Regions from separate parts of the Pan troglodytes genome. Here region 2 is linked to region 1. A link is a contact called in public HiChIP or PLAC-seq data. All regions are on one chromosome and are shown on one strand. The core of a region is the stretch at or near the end of the contact, and the rest is flanking DNA. Distances in the headings are between cores, read along the strand shown.

The links. HiChIP or PLAC-seq counts read pairs in DNA pulled down with a chosen protein or histone mark.
Region 2: an H3K4me3 HiChIP or PLAC-seq map of stem cell-derived excitatory neurons shows a contact between it and region 1, with 2.2 times the contacts expected there. The contact joins the promoter of LRRC4B here to the promoter of POLD1 in region 1. A contact is called at or near these places in 1 of 7 Hi-C or Micro-C datasets (stem cell-derived neural progenitor cells) and 1 of 1 datasets of contacts at active chromatin or transcription factors (stem cell-derived excitatory neurons).

The regions. Positions count from the first base shown.
Region 1 is chr20:53,269,588-53,274,446 of NHGRI_mPanTro3-v2.0_pri, forward strand. POLD1 (DNA polymerase delta 1, catalytic subunit) reads left to right here and starts at 2,959. Exons shown (of 27, transcript XM_016936649.4): 1 at 2,959-3,119. It overlaps NR1H2 (nuclear receptor subfamily 1 group H member 2), which reads left to right. Exons shown (of 10, transcript XM_054672652.2): 9 at 694-902; 10 at 1,184-1,724. The coding sequence ends at 1,330.
Region 2 is chr20:53,455,155-53,460,013 of NHGRI_mPanTro3-v2.0_pri, forward strand. It overlaps LRRC4B (leucine rich repeat containing 4B), which reads right to left and starts at 2,845. Exons shown (of 3, transcript XM_016936660.3): 1 at 2,307-2,845.

The DNA.
Region 1 (4,859 bases), core at 1,709-4,208:
TGGTCACCCTCACAATCCCTCATCTCCTTCGGATTGGTTACTGCTCCAGCGTCACCCAGAGCGCAGCCTTCCCTGCCCGCCTTGTGTAAAATAGAACCATGGCTCAGTAGGGCCCTTCACACTTCTCTGCACTGCCTGGTTCCATTGAACTCACAGCCCTCTGACAGGCTGGGCCTCTTCCTAATGTGTTTGTCTGTGACCGGTCCCCTAGGCTCTCAAATGTAAGTGCTGGAGCCTGGCACGTGGCAGGTACTCAGTGACATTTGATGACTGAATGAACAAGTCAGTTTTGGGAATGAGTTTGGGCTTTACCTTGAGCAGTGGAAGCCAGCGCTGGGACCAGCACGATGTGACCTAGGTTTTAAAAGCTTCCCTTTGCCTTTGTGAAGGGGACAAGAATAGGACTCAGGGGAAGCTGCAGCCACCGCCCAGGTGGGAAGGGAGGGTGGTGATAGGATAGTAGAAAATACTGAAGAAACATGCACCCTCATTCATTCCTTCACTGGGCAGCATGTGTGGCACACCTACTACATGCCAGCACTCATGGGCACGGGGCACAGGTGGACAGAAATGACAAGAACGCTGTAATTACTGCTGTGTTCCCAGCCCCGGAGACTGTGGGCAGCGCCAGGGTCCAGGATGTGGGGCACGGTTTCGGGCTGAGGGAGTCACGGGCTGCCTCCCGCCCCGCAGGCCTGCAGGTGGAGTTCATCAACCCCATCTTCGAGTTCTCGCGGGCCATGCGGCGGCTGGGCCTGGACGACGCTGAGTACGCCCTGCTCATCGCCATCAACATCTTCTCGGCCGACCGGCCCAACGTGCAGGAGCCGGGCCGCGTGGAGGCGTTGCAGCAGCCCTACGTGGAGGCGCTGCTGTCCTACACGCGCATCAAGAGGCCGCAGGTAGGGCCCCGCAGAGCCTCTGCGCAGAGCCAACTACGTCCCGCGGCCCACATGGTCCGTTCAGGCTGGGTTCTGCCAGCCGCACTGCCGTCCCCTCCGCAGAGTCTTTCCTCAGGCCCCACCCTGCTCGACTGGGAGCCAGGTCTAGTCCAAGCACAGAGGCGGGCCCCACGCTGGCTCCCACGCCTGGTCGGGGAGGGGCCCTCTTTTCTGTTGGGGTGGGCCTCCCAAAGCCTGGCAGGGCAGGGGCTCAGCCAGCGCCCACCTGCCTCCTCCCTCAGGACCAGCTGCGCTTCCCGCGCATGCTCATGAAGCTGGTGAGCCTGCGCACGCTGAGCTCTGTGCACTCGGAGCAGGTCTTCGCCTTGCGGCTCCAGGACAAGAAGCTGCCGCCTCTGCTGTCGGAGATCTGGGACGTCCACGAGTGAGGGGCCGGCCACCCAGCCCCACAGCCTTGCCTGACCACCCTCCAGCAGATAGACGCCGGCACCCCTTCCTCTTCCTAGGGTGGAAGGGGCCTTGTGCCGAGCCTGTAGACCTATCGGCTCTCATCCCTTGGGATAAGCCCCAGTCCAGGTCCAGGAGGCTCCCTCCCTGCCCAGCGAGTCTTCCAGAAGGGGTGAAAGGGTTGCAGGTCCCGACCGCTGACCCTTCCCAGCTGCCCTCCCTCCCCAGCTTACACCTCAAGCCCAGCACGCAGTGCACCTTGAACAGAGGGAGGGGAGGACCCATGGCTCTCCCCCCTAGCCCGGGAGACCAGAGGCCTTCCTCTTCCTCTGCTTTTATTTAATAAAAACTAAAAACAGAAACAGGAAAATAAAATATGAATACAATCCAGCCCGGAGCTGGAGTGCAAGATGGAGAGGGCGTGGGCTTCTAGGGACCTCAGTGACACTGGGTCCCTGAACCTGATTGAGCAGGTGGGACTGGGTGTCCCCAGGCTGTTGGGAAAAGGGTGGCACATAGGGTCCCAGTGCTGGGTGGTGTGTCGCCTGCTGTGAAAGTTCAGGACAAAGGCCTCAGCCTCAGGGTCACCTCCCTGGACAAGGTGAATCAGAACTCGCCCTTGAAGGATAAACAGGATTTAAGTGAATGAGGGGACCTGGACTTTTGTCCGAACAACAAGTGTTTGCTGAGGCCTCCTGTGGGCCAGGCACTGGGTTGGCCATTCTAGAGATGGAGACATTCACCCAATAAATGTTTCCAGAGCATTAACTACAGTTAGGCACAATTCTAGGCACTGGAAACATCCGTGAACAAGATAACCATCCTCCTACCAAGACTCGGGGGATAGGGACTTTAATGAGCATGGCACTGTGGTGGGGCTAGAGGAAATCAGGGAAGATATCACAACAGAGGCAATCGCTGGGACCTAAAACGAGAGCCTGGGGGCTGGGCCTCCAAGTTGAGGGAACAGCACTTGCAAAGTTTGAGAGGAGAGACGCCAGGAGTTCGGAGCGAAGCGACGAAGTTCCTCCAATCCTTCCTGCCCCTGTGCCAGCCCTGAAGGAGCTGAATGAGCAATTCCAATCGAGGGCGAAAGGGGGGTTGCATGGAGGGATGCAACTTAAAGGTATATTTATTTGGGGCGGGGGACAGCGGAAGTGAGAGTAGTTACCAACGATCACCTTATCCTAAGAGTAGTGTACCGGGCGCCCCACAAGTGTCCCTATCATGCGTTGTTGAGTCTAATTTACATATAGGGAAACTGAAGCTAGGATGAAGGAGAACAGATCAAGCCAGGACTCTACCGCTTATCGGCCAGCCTCTGCGGGGATCTTGGGCGTCAGGTCACCAGCTGGCTGCTGGGCAGCGACGGGGCAGCGCTCCCTACACGGCCCCGGGCGAGAGGCGGGCGGGGGGACGCGGAGGATGCGCGCGCAACACCCGAGGGTGGGAGGAGAGAGAACAGAACCGCGGCGCGCCCAGACCGCACGAGGTCGTGAAGGTAGCCGCGCGGAGGGGCGTGGCTTCGGGCAGACAGGTCATGGGGAGGCGGAGTTAAGGGAATTTTTCAGCAAGGGGGCGAGGCCACTTCGGAGGCTGAGAGAGGGGGCGGGGCCTGCCCTGCAGTCGAACAAGCGGGGCGTGGCCTTGCCCGCACTTGGGCAGGCGGGGGCGTGGCCCGTCTCTGAGCGCCGCGGCTCTGGGCTTGCGCGCGCGGGAGTCAGGGGTCACGGCGGCGTAGGCTGTGGCGGGAAACGCTGTTTGAAGCGGGTGAGTAGACGGGAAAAAGGGAGTTCGGGGCAGTGGGCCTGGTAGGGAACGGGGCTTGAGCAGCCAGGCACATAGATCTGAGAGACGGTTGGGAGGGCACCCTTTGGCCCGGGGGCGCGCAGGAGAGGGCAGGGACCAGGGGTTTCCTGGGCGAGGGCGCGGGGACGAGCAGGAAAAGCCCGGGGTGGGGGTGGAATTCCTCGGCGGGCAGGGGGCGCGTGCGCCGGGCACCGTGGGGCGGGACGTGGCCCGGGAGGAGCTGGGGGGACTGGGTGGTGCACGTGCGGGCTTGGTGTCATCCTGGATTCGCTGGGTGTTTGAGTACTCTGTGCCAGGCACTTTTCTGGAAGCAGGAACAAGTCAGAGAAGTCCCTGTCTCGGGAAGACAGACGGTAGACAAGTGATGAGTTTTAATAGCATCAGTAAAGCAGTGCTCTGGGGCTGTCAGATGCTCTCAGAAGGAAACTAACGCAGGGTAACGTGATAATGAGCGAAGAGCCTGCTGCTTTAGCTGGAGTGGTCCAGAATCGACCGCTCTGGGACCCTCAAGTGCAAAGCCCTGAGGTGGAAGGAGCTTGGCGTATTTGTAGCAGGAGCCGAGGGGACGAGAGAAACACAGATGAGGTCGGAGTCATGATGGGGAACTAGATCCTATAGGGCCTTGTAAACCTTGGTATGGAATTTCTCCTTTATTCTAGGTTCAGCGGGGAGCCGTGGGAGGGTTTGAGCGTGGAAACAACACGATTCGCCCCATGTTTTGAAAAACTCACTGACCACTGAGTGGAAATTGGATTGTAGCAGGAATAAGAATGGAAGGAGGGAGATCTGTTAGGAGGGAGAGCGTCCTGCAGGCAGAGAATCAGGCTCAGGTTACCTTTGCGGGCGGAGACAGGGGGACTGGCTGATGGACTGGGCGTAGGAGCAAGGGGAAGAGTCCAGGATGACCCCTGGGTTTGTGGTTTGAGCAGCAGGCTGGATGGGGAAGGCTAAGGGAGAAGCAGGTTGGGGTTGCCGCTCTGAAGGCAAAGATTAGTGGGGGAGTGAGTGGGCAGGGTTTAGAGCGGAGCCAGGAGTGGGCAGGGCGATGTCAGTGCCTCGCCTCAGCCCTTCCACTGAAGGAACTTGTTGCCACTGTCTTCTCTTTTTTTTTTTTTTTTTTTTTTGAGACAGAGTCTTGCTCTGTCACCCAGGCTGGAATGCAGTGGTGCAAACTCAGCTCATTGCAACCTCCGCCTCCCGAGTTCAGGCGAGTCTCGTGCCTCAGCCTCCTGAGTAGCTGGGATTACGGCACCCACTGCCACGCCCAGCTCATTTTTTGTATTTTTAGTAGAGATGGGGTTTCGCCGTGTTGGCCAGGCTGGTCTCGAACTCCTGACCTCAGGTGATCCACTTGCCTCGGCCTCCCAAAGTGCTGGGATTACAGGCGTGAGCCACCACGCACGGCCGCTTCTCCTCCTTCCTGCACTTCCCCCCCACAGGTCTCTCTTCCCCCTAGAGAGGTTCCTTCCCTCCCCCTGAAATGCTCTTCCCTCTCTTATGTGTTTCTGACAGCTGCTGTTTGGACAGGCCCTCTGCTGAGCACTGGGGAGCCAATGATCATTCAGTTTGGTTGGGGAAGGACAGGAGATTTCAGTCCAGAGTGCGCTGAGCTATGGCGGAGCAGTGATAGTCTTTGGGAGCCAAGAGAAGAACCTGTGTGCTCAGGGAAGACTCACCAGAGTGGTTGATATTCACAGGGAG
Region 2 (4,859 bases), core at 1,595-4,094, 190 kb after region 1:
GGTCCCTCTGACAAGTCAGAAGCGGCCTCTAATCCCCCAGAACTCTGGTGGCCAGTGTCCCCCGGCTCCCTGCTGGCCCCAGCAGGCACCTCGCGGGTCTGTCCCACCCTCCCTGAGTCTGTGGCTCCCTGCGTCTCTGCCTCACCCGCGTGTCTGCTCTCTGGGTGGGAGTGGCGTGTGTCCCCGGCTCCCCGACTCTTTCTTTCGGAAATTAAGTGAGTAACTCCGTGACTCCGTGCTGATGCCCTAATTGCCTGTATGTCTGTTTCGGAGGCTGGGTCCCTTCTCTCCCTCTGTGCCTCCCTCCCTGGCTCCCACTCTTCCCTTCCTTGGGTCTCTCTCCCCGCCTTTCGGCGGCTTCACTCTCTGTCCCTCCTTTCTCTGTGTGCGTTTGGACAATCCGGTGGCCAGGAGGAGAGGAGCCCCAGGGAGGAGGAGGAGGAGGAGGAAGGTGGGAAGGGGAAGTGGAGGCTGCGGAAAGGCAGGTTAGAAGGCGAAGGCTGCGGAAGATGCTACAGGAAGAGGGAGGTGCGGTCCTGGCCGCGGTCCGGGGGTGGGGGGCGGGAGTTTTCAGGCTCCTGGACCAGGAGCGAAGCCGGCTCCGGCTACTCCCAGCTGCCTGGAGCCCGAGTTCCTGTCTGGCGGCTGCGCGGCCGGGACTTGGGATGTGAGGCGCATAGCAATGGGGCGCTGCGGAGGCGCCACTGCAGCTCCCAGCTGGAGAGGGGGGCGGGGAGGGGGCCGAGGGGCAGCCCCGAGGCTCCCTTCCCCCTCCCCCTTCCCAGCTGGGCTCTCCCCAGGGGAATTCCCCACCCCGACAGAAAGTCACCAGAGGCTGCGGGGAGGGGGCAGGGAGGAGGGGAGGGCGCCTAGGAGGAGAGCAGAGGTGAGGAGGTCTGGGGAAGGAGATGGGGGTGCAGAGAGGAGGCGAAGGGGTGGAGGGGTGGGCAAGAGGCCATCCTGGGCTCTGGAGACTCGAGTCCTGGAGAGAGACTGGCTGGGCCCCTGGCAGGACAGGACCCCAGGGAGGCAGGGGCATAGAGATGGGGGGAACCCTGAGAGCCCGGGATTGATGGTGAGTTGGAAGGAGAGGCTCCCAAAAGGAGAGAGCTAGGATTGGGGGGGTCTGAGATTGGGGAGTACTATGGGGTGAGGAGACAACGATGGAGGGGGTCTCTGGGTGATGAAAGGTCATAGAAGGATGTTTCAGAGAGTGATGGGCTAAGGAGAAGGCGACTGGGGGTGTTGGGGAGAAAGGGGAGAGGCTGGGGTGCAAGGCCCAAAGAGGGGCGGGGAGGGAGTGGGAGGAGGGAGCTAGAGGAGAGGGCGGCTGAAGTGAGGGTCTCCTGGACAGAAGGTCTGGAGAGGGATATCTGGGGGATTGTCAGAGATGGGGGTTAGAGAATCCTGAGGAGCAGATGCCGTGTCTTAGAAGGTCCTAGAAGAGCAGGTGTGAGGGTCGGAAGCCTGGGGAGGAGGCAGCAAATGGGGGGCGGGGGTCTCCAGGAGGAGAGGTTTCCAGGAGGGGAGGGCGGAGGGAGATGGGAGAGGCAGTGGTCCTGGAGAGACACGTGCCCAAGGATAGAAGGCCCCAAAGCCTAGTGGGGTCAGGGAATGGGGGGTCTTGGAGAGACGGAGGGGCAGGGGTCCGAGCCGCCCACCAGGAGAGGCGGGGTGACCCCAGAGGGAGAAGGGCTGAAGACTGGGGAGGGGGTTGTCTCACTCCCCAATCACCCCCTCCGTCTTTCCCATTTTCACTTCCCAAACTCCCCGGTTCTCCCCGGTTGCCACGGCAACCGCTCTTGCCAGGCGCGGTCACCAAGGAAACCCCGTGCCCGCCTCTCCCCCCTCCCCATCACTGGCGTGCCCCCCCACACCCCAAGCAGCAGCGGTGTGGAGGGTGGGAGGGGCCATGGGGAGAGGAAGAACCTGGACTCCCGCCCCAGAAAGGGGGGCCCGGACCTACGCCCGGAGAGCCCCCCACCCTAAGCCTACTTCCTCAGCCCCACAGCTGGATACGCAGCGACCGCCGGACGCACCCCCCACAACCTGTCCCCAGGCAGCAGCGACAACCACCCCCCCCCCCCACAGCAAAGAACTCGCCCTGCCCGGAGAACCCCCACCCAGTCGCCTCCCCCACCGGCTTCTGCCTCCCATTAGGCCCCGCCCCCTGTCCTCTGCCATCCCCCCCATCCCGGAGGAGGCCTAAGACCACTGTCCCCCAATTAGCGAATGCCCCCCACCCACCCCCCGCGGTTCCGCCTCCGGCCCCCGCCCCCGACCCGTGCCCCTTGGCGGCTACTCACAGCGAGGAGAGGGGTTCCTTCCGGGGGGCAGCATGCCCGGCCCGTGGGGGGAGGACCCCCCAATGAGGCTCAGGAATTTGGGGTGCAAGGCCCGCTGCGGGGAGGCGCGGGGGGCGGGGCTGCGGCCGGGCCTGGAGCCTCTCGCGCTCTCCCCCCTCCCCGGCTCCTGGGTGGGGAGGGGGCTTCCGCAGCGGCGGCGGTGGGGCTGGGGGGGCCGCTCTGCCTCCTCGCCTCGCGCCCGCCTGCCGTCCGGCCCGGCGCCCTCGCCCGCCGCCCGCCTTCCTTCTTGCCTTCCTTTCTTTCCTTCTTTCTTTCCTGGCTTCCTTCCTTCCAGCCTTCCTTCCTTCCTTCCTCCCTCCTCGGGCCCGCCGGCGCCGCTCTCCCCCCACCCCACCCCCCCCCAGGCCCCGGCCCCGGCCCCGGCCCCCGCCTCGGACGGTGCGGCAGCGACCGAGAGCAGCCGAGAGCGGCGGAGACGGGAGCGGAATACTGATGATGGTGGGAGCGGGCGGGCGGAGGGAGGGAGCAGGGAGGGAGGCCCGGGAGGAGAGGAGGGGGGAGAGAGGGAGGGGAGGGAGGGCAGCGTGGAGAGGGAGGAAGGAAAGAGGGGGGAAGAACCGGAGAGGATGGGAGAGGGAGGGAAGAAAGGAGAGGGAGACGGGAGGGAAGGGGAAGGGGGGAGGAAAGAAGAGGGAAGGGGAGGAAAGAAGGAAGGAAGTGGGAAGGGGGTGGAAGAAAGAAGAGGGGGAGAAAAAGGGGAGGGAGCAGGGGAGAGAGGAGGGAAAGGGGAGAGGGTGTGGGAGGGGAGGGGAGAGGAGGGGGTAACTCCTGCAATAAGGTCCTGGATGAAGGGGAGGGGAGGGCGGGGGAGCAGGGGGAGTGGGTAGAGGAAGAGGAAAGGAGGGAGAGGAGGAGTGGAGGGAGAGATGGGTAGAGAGATGGGCAGGAGAGGCCCAGGGGCAGGGAAGTGAGGGGAAAGAGGAGGTAGGGAAGGCCTAACTTTGAGGGCTGCAGGGGACAGAGGGGCCTGGAGGGCGGCGGGGGCTGTGGGGAGAAGAATGGGGGGTGCGGTGTGTGTTGTCAGGAAGAGCAGGGGAAGCTGGCAGGACCCGGAAGAGGCAGGAGGATCTAAGTGGGACAGAGATGAGAGGATGGAAGAGGGAGGGAAGGACCCGTCGGGGGGAGGGGGGAGGAGAAAGATCTCGGGGGAGAGGAGAGAAGCTGGGGAGCTGGAGCTTTGAGGGCCCAAGACTGGGTGGCAAGAGCCCGGGGAGTAGACAGAGTGGGGGAGGGGACAGAGGGCCTTTCTTGAACTCCGCTGTATGCCCGCCTCGTCCGCCCCTCCACCTCATGAAGAGAAGAACCTTCAAACCCATTTTCCAGAAGAGACCACTGAGCTCTTGGAGGAGCCAGGATGGGGTTTGAATGCAGTTTTGGGCTGGGGGTACCCTGAGGGAGATGGAGAATAGGTCAGTTCCTAGCTTTCGTCCCTGGTCCAGACTTGGCAGGTGGAGGCACCTGGGAGGGGCAGAGGGCACAGCCTGCAGCCTCCCTACTCACTCTCCTCTGAGGTGCCCCAGGTGTTGGCAGCGGGTGCTAGGGATGCATTTAGAGCTGTGAAGCTGAGCTGCATCTTGGGTGCAGGGAGGGGGAGGGCAGATGCAGAGGCCTCTGGGAGGTCACCGTGACCCTCCCCTCTACCTCCCCGGTCCACTACCCCAAAAGCTTGGGCCCCAAGGAAGGGGGACATCGGGAATCAGGGGCGGAGAAACCCAGAAGGAGGGGTGGCCCCTGTCCAGGACACTGAAGATCCTTCCAGATGTTAAAATTAGCACAGAAGTTTCACCCCTTCCTTGTTATCCCCCAAAACACTGACTAATAACTGAGGACTCAGGAGAGAGAGAAGAAAGATGAAGGTTCCTTCTTTCAGTGCCAGGGGACCCGGGACAGACTCTCCCTCTTCCCCTTCTCCTCGGAGAGCCCCAGGGAGGGAAAGTGTGGCCATACCCCTGCAGGCAGAGCCTGGGGAGAGTCAGGGTTGGAAGCTGGAAGGAAAGTGGGCCAGACACATCTATAATGAGCCAGGGTTCCCGAGAGAAGCCAGGTCACAGATGGGTTCGGAAGAGGCGATTTTGGGTGGGCGCTGGTGGGTGCTGAGCCCTGAGAGCTGCCGAGAGGGGAAACTGAGAAGGGGCTGGGCGAGGGCCAGGGAGTGGCAGGTGGCAGTGGTGCTTCGGGTTTCACCCGCCCCTGGCGCCGCTCAAGTCTAGTTTGTGAGACTGGACCAGTGAATGTGTGTGTGCACCAGGGTCCAGCACAGAGTAGGCCAGGACCGATGGTGATACCAGCAAAACAGAATCACATGGTGGCAGCCCGCGGTTCCTCCTGGTCTCCCACAGGCCAGATGCTGTGCCCAGCACCTCACAAGCGTGGCATCGATCCTGCAACCATGCGGTACCAACTCCTAGGGATGGTGGTACCTGGTGGGCACAGGTGAGAGCAGGCCCCTGATGAGCCCTGAGTTAACCCTTTCATTACAAGAGGGTCTCGGCC